2 separate regions of the Mus musculus genome follow, and region 1 is linked to region 2. The links are chromatin contacts, called in public Micro-C maps. All regions are on one chromosome and are shown on one strand. The core of a region is the stretch at or near the end of the contact, and the rest is flanking DNA. Distances in the headings are between cores, read along the strand shown.

Region 1 (7,285 bases), core at 828-3,327, 70 kb after region 2:
CAGCTCTGTATGAAGCAGAAGGTTAAGAGGAGATGTGTCATTCAGGACAAGATAAAGTGAGATGAGATGAGATGCTAATACTTAGGTAAGAGACCATGTCCTGCTAAGGGGCATTACACTAGAATGATTTGAGCATCAAAGCCATAGAGCACCCCCAGATCCACATATATAAAAACTATTTCTGATGGCTTGTGGTAACAGAGCCCTATTTTTTCTGACTACTTTTACCCCAAACTTGAAGCAATAGGCAGCACGACATAACAGTGATGTGGTTCTAACATCCATTTCTAACTTTCCAAGCTTTTAATAACACATAACTTTCATATCTAAGTGCTCATTTTTAACAAACTTTATTTTATATCAATAGTCTAAAGCTAATTTGGGGAATTTTGTAACAGTAGGTAATTAATCCACAACAGCATTCTGCCTTAAAATTATTTCTTTTTCCATTCACTGACTTTTCCCTTGCCACAATCCAGTCCATGTTTCAATTAAATATGGGTACAGAATCTCCAGTTATGTAATCGAATGTGTTTAGGGTCATGAGTCCAATTAGATAATTGAACATTCTCTGCACCACCTCCAGATAAATTCTCATGCCCTCTGTGATTCATCGATCATGAGTTAGTTTACTGTGAGAATAAAGGCATGGATTGGTTGGAGCTGTCCACGGGTGGTAGATAGGATGAACTGCCTGTGAAACAATGTAATCAGCTCTCGGCAGAATTCATTTCAAAATGTCTCTCCCCTTGGGCTGTGACAGAATCAGGCAGTTTTTGTTCCAACTGCCATGAGCTTCAGCAAATCATTCTTCATGTTCTCCATTGTCATGTTCTCCACTGTCACCTTTAAGCCCAAGTCACATTCACCTGCTTTTGCTTTCAGACCGGCAGAGCCCAAGGGAAGCAAGAGGTCATCCATATAGTTCTAGTGTGTTCTAGAAAGAACTGGATACAGTCAAATAATCGGGAAGAATTACAGCATATCTATGTATATGCATGCATGAATCTGTATCCACACATGTATGAAGACGATGTCATGAAAGTGATCACTCTGTATGCTCAACTAAGCTAAATAGTAAAGGAAAAAAAAAAAAAGAATTGGGTGTGGTTAAGTCTGTGCCTGGCCTTCAGGCCATGGGATCATGACATTCTTCAGTTTGACTGTAAGTGCTCTTGACAATACTATAGTGATGAGATTTTACTTTCTCTGCCAAAGTCAACAGCAGACAGGAAATGTTCGAGGTAAACAAAATTTCATAGAAAGAACGCTTTATGAGGAAGACTAAGAGGTGAGTTACATCAAAGCTACTCAAAAGACCTTGATGAATGGCCCTTCATTTAATAGGTCATGTGATACATATGATCCAAAAGTAACTAATCTGAGGGTCATAAACAGAGACTCTTCTTAATCATTCTCTCTTTGCAAAACGTTAAACACCCACTGTGGTCCTATGTAGTCCCCTGTCTGTTCCTCTGCAGCTCTTTTCTCTGTCATTGGCACTTTATCTAATAAGTGTTTCCTTTATTAATTAAGGTTGTTATGTAACAGTTCCATGCATGTATAGAATTCTATTCACTCTCTTCTATATACCTTGTGTTGATTCTCTCACATTTCAATCAATCTCTCTTTCTTCGTCTTGATCAATCTCTTTCCCAGAATCATGACTTTTTGGGTTTGTTTTGCTTTCTTTTCGAGTCTTTGCCCCATTTAGTTAATCAGGGCTACTTGTGTGCCCACTGGCTTGGAACCGTTCACTGGAGGAGTCATCATGGAAGACAATGCCTCCTCCTCTCCCCAACTCTATCAGTAGCAAATAACTTAGCAGTGAGGGGTGATGTCCCCTGAGCCTCACTCCCAGTCATACCTAGGTAATCTTTCATACAACAAATAGAATTTTTAATTTTCCTTAGAAGACCTGAGAAGCCACCACTAAAGCAGTAGTGGAGGTAGACAGCTGAGGTCTGCAGGCCAAAGCTGATGGTGGTAAGGCAGGCATAGAGTAGACGTTGTTTCCTAGCCTGAGGCTGGGGCCATCTGCTATCTCTTAACTGTTAGAATCCAGGGAGCCACCATGATCATAATAACTGCAGGGCTGGAAGGACATTTAAAGCCACTGACTCACAGGAAGCTGGGGATGTCAGTTATATACCCTGACTTCTTTAGGAAAGAAATATACTCAGCCATCAAGAGTGCTTCTTAACTCCTACAAGCAGAGGCAGGAGTGGAAGAGGCAAAAAAGGCTGGTAGCAATTTGGTCACACGAAGTTGCTTACCCTTTGATGAGTTCTCACCCTTGAGCTGATTTTCAGGTTCAGAACCCAGCAGGTAGTGTCCAGGAAAAGGCTTAAACTGTCACAACCCTAGGTCCTGGGTTCTAATACCTTCTGCCAAGGTGACTCAGTGATGGAAACCATTTCCTGAAATAACTGTGTGGAAGCCCAAATCTTCTGAAGATTCTTGGACACCAGGTCTTTCAGTTATTTTCACTTTTCAGACTGTGCCTCCAGAAAGAAAAAATCCTTTATCTTTTAGTTCTTCTGATGGCCTCTCTCTTCATTTCTCAACACCCCAAAGTTTCAAAATCGTCATTGTCTTTTAAAGTTATTTTTAACTTAAGTAAAATATAATACTATTAGTTCTCCCATCTCTCCTGTGTCCTACCTGTCTGTGTCGATCTCTGTCCCTCTCAACCTCACAGGCTTCCTCTTCTTGAACCATTATTGATAAATTATCTTTTTCTTTTAATGCTTCCTCATACAAGTAACTGTTCTTGACCTCATTACTATCTGTCCCTTTGCTCCATCTTTCTTTTTCTCAAAACGACATTTGCTGTAACACACTCATTTCAACCTGCTATTGCAACCTTATGTATTGGGTCACTTGACAGTTTTTGTGGCCTCCCTAGAATGTAATTGCCTGAGTTCAGGAGTCCCCTTTGTTTGTTCATTGGTCTGTCCCCAGAATCTGCAAATACTGCTTGATCAGTATCAAATAAGAAACTCCATTCAAAGGCAGGCCATACATTCATGCTCTAAAGGAAGTTCCTGAAATTGAAAATGGGCATAGAAAAAAAGCTACCCTATGACCCACACAATCCTCAATCAGTCAAGCATTTGTAATCCCCACTTCATAGATAGGAAAACTGAGGTTTACAGATGGCAATAATTAAGCAATATTGACAAGGCCATCCAGATAGCAAATCAGGAAATAGAGATATAAGTCCACTTCCAAAGTGTGGACTGTAGAAGCCTAATGAAAAGGAAAACAGAAATTAATAATAATAGTAGTAATAATAATAATAATAATAATAATAATAATAATAAAAACCCTCTACCTTGTAATGGGTTGAAGCTCTGAGGGAACATTAAACTATCCAATTTCTAGACATTTTGAGCATAACAACTCTTGCCATCAATCTTCATATTTTCTAAATTATAAACTAGGCCTTGGGAGTAGCCCTCAGTCTTCCAGCCTTCCGTGGGTCCTACCATCTTTTGCCTTGTGTTGCTAATCAGGCCTCAGAAGTGCAGAAACATTCCTCACAGGGTCAGAGAAGTCTGGAGAAGCATTAAGTCATTACCAGTGCCAAGTGGAGTGCTACAGTGTGTTTTTCTGGTATTTGAACCCATCTAGTGTCTAATGACTCAGAAAATGTTTCTCTTATTTAATCCCTCTCAGGACGTTTCCCTTATTTAGAAGCTTCTAATGACCTCCCTCGTCAGAGAAGTGAGTCTCTTCAGATACCTGTCAAATGATTTTATGTGCTTAATATAAAGCAAAGGTTGGGGGTGGGTGGGTGGGTGGAGGGGGTGGCTCAGGGAGAGCAAAGTCATTCTGGAAAGCAAACAAGGAAAAGCACTCAGTGGGGAAGAATTAAATTGTTACTCGTGGAAATAGTGCCAGCAGAGCCATGAAAAAGCCACACAAATCAAAGACCACTATCTAAATCAAATGCATGCCAATTTAAATCCTAGTCCTTGGTGAACCCGATTCAGCCTCCTTATACACTGAATAACGAATAATGCTCTGAATCAGGACCTAGAATACATTGCATGTAAAACACCATTTGAAAAAATAAATACAGCCTTTGGAGAAAGCATAGTGAAGCCCAGGTAACTGAATTTCCTCAAAGCTGCCAGTTCATGCTCTGTGGATTAGTGATTCACCTCAAACAGCCCTTCCTTTTAATAGGCATTTAGCACTGTGGGGTTGTTAAAACCTGTGATAGTGGAGTCTGGTTTATCCACCAAAGAGTGTTACCCATGTCTTTTGCCAACATCTTTATAAAAATATTTTCATAGGAGAAAATCATCTTTTACATAAAAAAATGAAGGGGATGGGGCAGAAACGGTGTAAAGATGAGGCAGAAAGAAAGGCAAAAGACTGGAGAAAAAACAAGGAGACAGAGAGAGGGGGAGGGAGGGAGGAGTGGAGAGGGAGGAAAGGAGGGAAGGGGAGGGAGGGAGAAAGAGAGGAAGGGAGAGAGAGAGAAAGAGGAGGGAGGGAGAGAGAGAGAGAGAGAGAGAGAGAGAGAGAGAGAGAGAGAGAGAGAGAGAGAGGAGAGAGAGATTGAGAGAGAGAGAGAGAGAAGATTGGACAAAGACTTGTTCTTTAGGGCTGGGATGTAGCTCAGTAGTAGAATGTTCTGGGTTCTATCCTTATCTCTTTACCATACACACCCCTCCATAAGAAGGATTTCTTCAGGTTCTCTAATGCCATTGAAGATGTTTGTCTGAGAAGATGGTTCTAAATAAAAAAAAAGTATCTAAGAAACCACTATGACACTTGCCCTTATGACAAAGAATGGCAAGACCATTGTAGTGTTCAAAGAAATACTGACATCTACTGGCACATACAAAACTCACATGCCCTTTCTAAGGGCCATTGTTAATTTCTGGGAATTGGGATTAAAATACAATGGGTATAACTCAACCTTCCTGGGGACTTGAGGTGAAAAATATCCATTAATATTTTCTATGGTTATCTATTGCAGATATACAGCTGTAAACTCAGTTACTAAAATAGTTAGCAAGAGCAGCAACCACCCCAGGAAGAGCAGCAGCCACCCCAGGAAGAGCAGCAGCCACCCCAGGAAGAGCAGCAGCAGCAGCAGCAGCAGCAGCAGCAGCAGAAGTTTCCATTTGCTTCCTGAACTCAGAACAGACTTTGTTGAAATTAACACTTCAAAACACACATGAGTAAGAAGCAACACTTCTCATTCAGAAGATAGACATGTCCCTGTGAACTGAAAGCTGCAGAATAAAAAGCCACATTCATGTCGAAGACCCTACAAAGTTGATGAACAGGTTAGACCTCCATGATTTTGGTGACTTGGAACGTTAAAAAATCTAGAACCATCCTGGGCTATGTGTAGTCCTCCTCATTACCATTCATTGGTCACCTCCCAGTCTCACCTAACATCTTGGTGACCATCACACAGAAACCTTCAGAATGTACTAACTTAGCAGAGCACTAGTTTTTCCACTAGACCCAAAGCTAGGAAGGTCATTATGTAAAAAATATAACAGAGTCCTCTCCACTTTACTCACCCTACCCAAGGTCACCACCGACCAAAGTCTTTACCTATGACTTTGGGGTTTTGTTCTCCTAAATATTGGTGTAATAAGTCCATTTGCAGCACGTCATTCTGGGCAACTGAGGCCCTGCTCACTCATTTTGGCTTAGAATGAAGTCTCCTGTTCCCTTTGAAGTGAGAACTGTGATTTACTGGATTTGTCAATTCTGCCAAATTACTTCATTTCTCTGATGCTGAGTCTTTTTTATCTGAAAGGTGGAATTAGAGATAGCTGCCCTGGCTGAGTCCACTGACAATTAGCAGTGGTTAACAGAATACCTTGTTCACATCAAACGCTCAACAGTGGGAGCAGTTTTTACATTTAAAGAATAGAGACACCCTGGAACCATTTCGTCTTCACTGTCCACGCTGTGACTTAGAAGGGTATTTCTCAAACTCCAACCATGCATGAGTCACCAGAGAATCTTGTTATCCAGCTCGTACTGTCAACAGCTCTTTGCTGGGGATCTTCTGAGATAATTTTAAGCCCAGCGAATCTATGGGGTTCAACCTCCTCTAGTGGAAAGGTGAATCAAGATATCTTCTAACAGATTCTTTTGTACATTTTTTCTTCTTGGTTTCTTTTACTTTAAAAAATGTATTTTTTCATACATTACATCCAGACCACAGTTTCTCTTCCCTCCACTTCTCCCAGTCCCTCTCCCACCTACTCTCTTCCCCAGACCCACTCCTCTGTTTTCCTTCCCACAAAACAAAACCAGAACAACAAACAAACAAATAAAAACAAAACAAAGCAGCCCTACCAAGGAAATCAACTAAACATGCCATAACAGGTTACAATAAGAGCAGGCACAAACAGTCCTATCAAGGCTGGACAAGGCAACCCTGTAGGAGGAAAAGGATCCCAAGTTCAGGAAAAAAGTCAGAAACAGTCCTCAGTCCTACCGTTAAAGGTCCCCAGAAGAGCACCAAGCTACAGAACCATAAAGTAAATGCAGAGGACCTCGCCCAGACCAAACAAGGTTCTGTGTTTGTCCCTTCAGTCTCTGTGAGCTCCTGTGAGCCCTGCTTAGTTGATTCTGTTGGAAATGTTTTCATTGTGTCCTCGACCCCTCTATCTCTTACAATTCTTCATCTCCATCTTCTTTGGGGTTCCTGGCTCTGCCTAGTGTCAAGTGCTTTGGGTCTCTGCATCTGTTTCCATCAGTTGCTGGATGACTCTGCCTCTCTGATGACAATTACACTAGGATCTGTGAGTATAGCATAACAGCATTAGGAATCATTTCATTGACTCTTTTTTTTCCCCTGACAGTCATGTTTGGTTGTATCCTGGCTCACTGGGTTGTCCAGTCAGGCAGTGCCAGGCTTGAGAACTCTCTTGTAGCATGAGCCTCATGTTGAACCAGTCACTGGTTGGCCACTCACAAAAGTCCTGAGCCACCATTACCTTTGCACATCTTGCCAGGGGGATAGATTATAGTTTTTTTTTTTTTGTCTGGTTTGATGTTCAGTCCCAGTGTTGGGAGCTTTGCCTGGTTATGGAAGATGGCCAGTTCTGGATCTGCATCCTCCATTACCAGAGCACTCCACAATGGTCACTTACACAAATTCCAGGGCGTTTACACTTTACTAGGTTTCTACATCACCCCCCAACTGTGGATTCCAGTCACCTCTCCTCCCCTCTCTCTGTATCAATTTATGAATTAGATTTATCATGAGAGAAGGTTGGATTCTAGTCAGAAAGGC
Region 2 (7,330 bases), core at 1,662-4,161:
TGGAATGCCTAGCTGCAAGCAACAGAGAAAAGCTAGTTACCAAATGAAATGTGGGGGACTTCAATCATCTTCAGCTCCTAGCACAGAGACTCAGAGAGACATGCACATAGGTTCTGCCAAAGCAATTTTATAATAATAATAAAAACATTAAACTCAAATATAGCTATTCTTGGCTACTGTTACTTTACTTTTAAAGAGGAGAATTTAGTCTAGAAGAGACACTGATATAACAACTTATATATTAATATTTTAAACTAGATTTTCTTTTCATTTGTAGATAAAGAACTATATGATACAGCTAATGATGACAAGAAGCCAAAAGGAACAATGGCACTTACAAAATCAGCCTTTCACAACACAAGTGTTTTGATGTCTTACATGAAATGGAGGCATGCGTGCAACCAAATGTCACGGAGCAGAAGGGAATTATAATATGTCCACTTTGCTTTCAATCTTGGATTACTTTGAGCATTAATGAATACAAGACACCCAATTTTACATGTAAAAATTCCATATAGTTTCAAACCCTACAATCGTTTATTTTCCAAAAAGAAAAATCATGAGATTTAATGAACCTATCTTATGTACAAGCAAATCAACAAGTATGCACTATGTTCTTCAGAAAGTAAGATCCATGACTGAGCTAGTTTGACACTTATATGAAATATTAAAAATAGATTTATTTTGTTTATTATATCAAATTCTCTTAAACGATACTTATATAAATAAATTGTGGTACCTACAGAAGAAGGAGACAATAGAAACTCTTGATACTGAAAGCCACAGGCTTCTATTGTTTGTATCAGCAGCCCTCTGGAAAGAGAAAAAGAGTCAAAGCAAAAAGCGGCCAGCCTTGCTTAGAAATGGCATTCTTATGTAACACTTAATCATCAGTAAAACCCGACTGTACTCAAGCCATTTAGACACACGGCTTCTAAGTCATTACTTGCGAAACTGCATGTTAATAAAAAGATAAGAGAAGAATCTCTAGTACACGTAAATAAAGCTGCCAGACAATGTGACCAATTGCTGAAAGCTTAACTTGTTAATTAATCAGATCTGGAACTGAAACGACAGCTTCCCAGGGTCCATAAGACAGGAACAGTTACAAGTAACAGTGACTAAAGGACTCGGGTAGATGTAGATACCGTTTTTTCCACACAGGCTACTATCAGATGAAACCCTGCCTCTGGCTGTCTCTCTCATCTAAGTAGGATGCTAAGTTCTCATTGTGAGGCTGCTCTTAATTAAAACATTTCTACCTAGAAATACTTGATACTAAAATCAGTACTCCTTCTGGAAGATTAAAATAAGAACAGAACAAGATTTTGTAATATTTTATATTATTGGTAAAAATCACACTAATTAATAAAGCCTATCTTATAAAATGTTTGAATATACACTTATTATTAAGATCTTTATCTTACAATGGTGCCTATTATAAAATATAGTAAGTCTAAAACATTTGCAAGACAAACATATTTTTTACCTTGTAGAAGATACTTCAAAACCTTTGACATTTTCTAAGAGAATATACTTGGGTAATTTTTGTAATCTAAAAAAACAAAAACAAACAGAAATACAAATACTGAATTACAAAGAAATAAAAAGAAAATCACAACTTGTGAGAAATGGGATTTATAAATAATTTTCTCTATTTTTTTAAAAATGAATTTTAACTATTTTATTTATTTTTCTCGACATGCTATATACTTGAAAAAGTTCACACTTGAAGAGTTAATTCCATTGGAACACATCTCAAAATATGGGCTTGCATAGGGCTCTGCACTGCAAAACACAAAGGGCAGTCATTCAGCCTCCGGGGCCGTGGTCACTAACACTGGGAACATGTGCAGTGACTACTACCAACGAGCAAAGGCAACAGAATTGAGCTGGCTACTGACAGTTCTGTCACTCACTATGGAGGCAAGCATGAAACTGCGAAACATTTCATGTTATTTTTATTAGTTGTGGTAAAAAAAAAAAAAAGGTGCATGTGATAACCACTAATGTCTACAAAATGACAAACACTACATTCTTCATACCCTCAACTGCAAACCTAAGGTAAGTGTACAAGAATCTACTGTTTACCTTGGGAGAATATCTAGAATATACAAGAAGCTAGTTGTCCTTGGATCGGTCATATCCCCCTGTAGGCCAATTCTAAAAAAGCAAAGAAATCACAAGAGTTTATAAAAAATTGTATGTAATGATATCAAAAAGACTTAGCCAGTTAAGAGAATTTAAATTAGTTGATCGTCACCATAAGAAAGAAAAGACAGGAAAGTAGCTGATTGGGTGGGCAGCAATCTGGAGCAGATGACAACGGTGATAAGCACCATGCAAGCACACTAAGCAATGGGAAATGCCCAGATAATCCTGTCGGGTGTAAACAGACCCTTGATCTCAGGGTTTTACTTTACAAGCAGGAATTGCAGCTAGGGCCAGCACATGTAAACAGGAGGCACTGGGCTAGCAAACAAGTCGTACAAAGGTTCACAGTGTGGTCAAGGTTCAAGTAGGAAGGAACCCTTAGATTGGGTCTGAACAACAGGAACAGAGGATCAGGTTTTTAAACTTAATGCTTAGTAGCTTCATGCTCCTAAGCTAGGTAACACTGCTGTCACTTTCCCCATATCTGACACCAAGGCGAAATCTACCAGTGAGTCTGAGGCTTATTAGCTGGGGAGTAAACTGGATTTAAACTGATTCCTCAGAAATCAGTTTTTATATTCTGTCCCTTTCCACTCAGAGTTCAGATAACAACTCCAGTCAGTTAGTGCCTGGCATCACATCAACAGCTGGAACTAGGCTTACAGTGAAGATGCTGAGCCCACTGAAACAGTATATATACTCGGGCTGCATTCTATTTTATACACACTAGGCCACACCCTCCCATATGCTCAAACCCACCCTCATATGGAATGCCATCTGTCATCGCTGATAAAACTCCTACTCTCTGTTCAGACACAGCTCTAATCATGCCTCTGGAAGAACTTCCCTTTCTGGGCATGATGCACGCCATTTTATCCTCTATGTTCTCATGGTACTCCCAGAGTTCTTACAGTACCAAATGTCACAATTTATATAATACTAATTTATGAGTCATCCCTTTCAACTGTAAACTCTGAACATTAGCAATGACAGCATCAAACACATTGCATGGCATACAAGCACAATAAACCCTCAAAAAGATAAGCTTCCTGAAGTTCAAAGATGTTAAAAAGTAACACAAGAATATTTTCTTGAATCAAAATATTTATCATATAACACTCCAGTTAGTCATATTAATACAAAGTATATAAATGATTAATAAATAATGGCTCTGACATTGTTTAACTGTACAGTCATGAGAAAGTTAACCTATCTATGCCTCAGTTTCTCACTTTCAAAATAATAATAACAATAAGACCCTATTACTATAGCCTCTTAAAATAATTTATACTATTAAATAGTGAAAATGATCTAGGTTTAATTTAAGACACAGTTCTTGTTAAAAATATTAAATTTGAAATGAGAAATTATAATGTGACTATGAAAAATCTGAATTATAATATTAATTTTGAGAAATACACAAATTGTAAATGTATGCTAAAATTTTTCACAAATTACTTACATATAAAATATTTCTTAAGGGAATTCTGTTTCACTGATCAGAATTAGCTATGAATTCAAGAGGTGAAAAATTTAAAGTGAGTAACATAATCTGAAAGAAAATAAATGTACCTTAGATATACCTATAACATAGCATTACGTATTTACTGTTGATCAAATTATTTTGCTATTCTGACTGTAACTGCGGATTCCTATGCTCGATGATGAATTATCAATATCTAAAATGAAGGGATATATTTACAGAGCATTTTAAAGCTTTGAAAGTGCAGAAGATGGCCTAGTCAACCATCAATGGGAGAAGAGGCCCTTGGTCTTGGGAAGATTCTATGCCCCAGTACAAGGGAATGCCAGGGCCAGGAAGCAGGAGTAGGTGGGTTGGGGAGCAGGGTGGGGGGAGGGGATAGGGAGCTTTGGGGATAGCATTTGAAATGTAAATGAAGAAAATATCTAATAAAAAAATTGTAAAAACAAAAAGTGCAGCTTAAGCTTTTAAAGTTCTTTGATTTTCCCTTCTCCTTTCTTTCCTCTTTTTATCTCCCTTTTGGTGAGGGTGAGATATGTGTCATAATTTAAACCCAGGGCCTCAACGCATGCTGGGCAAGAATTTACTTAGCTGTATTTTCAGCCCATATACTCTTCCCAAAGAGAAAAACACTTATTACACATACCTTGTGAATGGCTGGCATGGAGGGCTCATTAAAATCATATTGAAAGATAGCTTGTCAAAGTCTTCCAGTGAAATACCCTAAGAAAGAAACATTTGAAAGAAAAAACAGACAGAATGAAGAGAAGACTAGACAGAACTAAAGCCATCAGAGATCACAGTTTCCATACCACAGCACAGCTTTACAACGCAGCTTCAGTTACACTAGCCTCCGTCCAAAGCAACTTTGTGAAGAAGCTGTGCGGCTGTGCGGAGGCACAGTGACTTCGTCCACAGCACTAATTCCTCTGTGAAGACTCAGGTGTAATGCTGTCGTTTTTGGACTCGACCATGTAGAACTTATTTTGTAATCAACTATATTGGGAAAGGTCTGGGGATCTTTAAGTGCCCATCTATTAATATGCTTCTCTGTTCAGTGAGTGTGTAGTGATGAGTAGCTGCACTCTTGTCTAGTGCTCTCTGCTGATTTACTAGCAAATCAAAAGGCCTCATGTTCAGATACCAGCAAGTAGTTTATTGTTTTGTCCTTAGCACAAGGAACTTCAAATGATTATACACAGGAGTAATTAAAATAACACCTAACTTGTTCCTTTTACACATGCATATAAAACGCATATATGTGTACACAGATCAGAAGATAAACAATGAGAACACATGTCAGGGATTTGCCAATACTCCTTAAGCAGTCTTGGCCAGAAATGTAGAAAGAATAGACCAGCATAGCAACCTCTATAATTTTTATGACAAATCTCTAACAAGTTTGTGTAAATTGGTAAAGCAGGAAATTTCTGAAGAGTGAGTTGACCTGGGAATGAGTCAGCTGTCTCTGTTAAGTTAGTGACATACACAAGGGCAGAAAATAACATGGATCTTGAGGAAGTACTCATTTTTTCTAATTTTATTACAAGAGATTAAAATGTTCAGAAAAAGTCAGGCAGTGGTGGCACACGCCTTTAATCCCAGCACTCAGGAGGCAGAGGCAGGCAGATTTCTGAGTTCGAGAGCAGCCTGGTCTACAGAGTGAGTTTCAGCACAGCCAGGGCTACACAGAGAAACCCTGTCTTGAAAAACCAAAAAAAAAAAAAAAAAAAAAAAAAAAAAAAAAAAAAAGGGGGGTGGGGGCAGAGGGGGCTGTAGAGATGGCTCAACAGTTAACAGCACTGACTGCTCTTCCAGAGGTCCTGAATTCAATTCCCAGCAACCACATGGTGGCTCACAGTCATCTCTAATGGGATCCGATGCCCTCTTCTGGTGTGTGTCTGAAGACAGCTGCAATGTACTCATATAAATAATAAATAAATCTTTAAAAGGACAGATGGATCCTGCTGCAATGATAATGAAATGTGTTCAGAAAAAGACACCAAATTTTATGAATGCTTTCAGATGTAGTGTTCCTCTTTCCAAAACAGGTTCATTAAATAATAGCAATAAAATCTTTACTTGTAATACTAGTGCATTTCTGAAAGGAAGGCCACTTTAGTCACATTACAAGCATCCTTCAGATATGCTTCTGATCAATTTGCTCACGTTTTATTTATAGCTATGAAGCCTGTACTTACAAGACAATGGTTTTCCTATCTTGTAGCATAGAACTGACAAACAATGGAAACTTCCAGCTGGCTACTTCTATCCCATCCTTCCCTGTGAAAGTATTTTATACACTATATCTACAGCAATTTGATGTCCCCTGAGGACTATACCAGGTGGCATGCTAATCTCTTGTCTGAAGTCATTTATCAGTGTCAGCTGAGTCCCTTTCATCCTTTATCCACATTTTCCTTCATCATCTGTTCACTTTATAAGTACAATATGTTCCTTCATTCAGCAATTGTACCATTTACATGGCAGTCATTGTCGTATTCAACAATGAACAAGCTCAGTGAAGTGTCTGCTTGTGAAATCTATACACTAGTCACTAGTGATTTTCCTCTTGTTAGCTAGATAAATGAACTGAGTACTCTGATTTTATCTATAGCTTTTTGACTAAGGAGTTCCACCTATATGTGATGTTTCAGCTCAACCGCAGATGATAACAGACTTCTCTGGCAGGCTTTCTGGGAAAAGCTGCCTTTTTCAAGGCCACCCTGGTACACAGCCAGAATTGTATCAACGTGTCTGAAGGGAGCTGCAGTCAAGGTCTTGCTGCCTTGGACAATCATGCTCTTAGCACAGCTATCTTCCCGGTCTCAGAGTGTCCATTCATTCTAAATGAACCCATTTCTCCATCCAGAAATTTTGCCTATCAGAAGTCACCTGCTACTGCCTGCTAGAGCCGAGGGAAGAGACTGAAGGACAATCCTCCCCACAATATCTCAGTATATAGCACACTTCCAGTCCTGGGCCTCCCACTCACCCTGGCCTCACGCCACTGCTCCCTAAGCAGGGAAACAGCCTCCACCTGACTCAAGGTAAATCCGTTCAGGGTCTCCTTAGAACCTGGCTGATACTTTCTGACCTAACCTGTATACGTTAACTGAAAAGGTCAGACTCATAGAGGCAGAATGAACTGGTTGAAAACAGTAGTTGAAGAGTACCCAGCTTCAGGTAAGGCCCAGGAGTGAGTCCAGGCAATCTATTACACAGCATGGTGATGGACACTGTACCTGAAACTGCCCAGCAGGCTCACACAAAGTAGGAATGTAGGGGAGGAATATGCCAGTCTGCTCAGTTTAACCATTTTGCTGCATCATATGTGAATATATAAAAATCACATGCCATAAATAGATATAAAAGATACTCTTCCATGGTCCTTACAAACACACACATTAACAAACTGACCCTTGTTTAAGTGAGCTGGAGGTGCCTTCCCCGGCCATTTCCCTGTGTCCAATAATTTCATGGTTACCATTAGCTATTACAACTAGCAAGGAACATAATTAAAGTTTGAGTCCTCAGCCATCTCCTGGTGCACATCTGGGATCTCAACCGTCCCAAACACACAGAGTTCCTCACCGTTTCTCTTCAAGAGTAGAGCAGAAGAATACCGAATTGTTGGAACTAAAACAGTCAGTGGATACTATATCGAGAATTAGTTGATTTGGGTTGTATCTG

The links. Hi-C and Micro-C count contacts between places; a contact is called where the count stands out from the background.
Region 1: a Micro-C map of the HL-1 cell line shows a contact between it and region 2, with 2.6 times the contacts expected there. The contact joins two enhancer-like sites. A contact is called at or near these places in 1 of 15 datasets of contacts at CTCF or cohesin (pro-B cells), 16 of 484 Hi-C or Micro-C datasets (B cells, the C2C12 cell line, CD8 T cells and 11 more), 7 of 115 datasets of contacts at active chromatin or transcription factors (the 230-238 cell line, CD8 T cells, bone marrow-derived dendritic cells and 4 more) and 1 of 9 other capture datasets (embryonic stem cells).

The regions. Positions count from the first base shown.
Region 1 is chr2:13,592,369-13,599,653 of GRCm38.p6, forward strand. No RefSeq gene overlaps it. Among named protein-coding and RNA genes, the nearest start is that of Vim, 22 kb to the left of the region's middle. Within about 2 kb of position 2,078, at least 3 of the 459 cell types and tissues checked have an H3K27ac peak or open chromatin away from gene starts, as enhancers often do. A contact at or near this core is called in the HL-1 cell line, where this site is marked.
Region 2 is chr2:13,521,335-13,528,664 of GRCm38.p6, forward strand. Trdmt1 (tRNA aspartic acid methyltransferase 1) reads right to left here. Exons shown (of 11, transcript NM_010067.4): 3 at 4,284-4,360; 4 at 2,092-2,163; 5 at 1,490-1,555; 6 at 744-813; 7 at 1-12. Among named protein-coding and RNA genes, the nearest start is that of Trdmt1, 20 kb to the right of the region's middle. Within about 2 kb of position 2,912, at least 60 of the 459 cell types and tissues checked have an H3K27ac peak or open chromatin away from gene starts, as enhancers often do. A contact at or near this core is called in the HL-1 cell line, where this site is marked.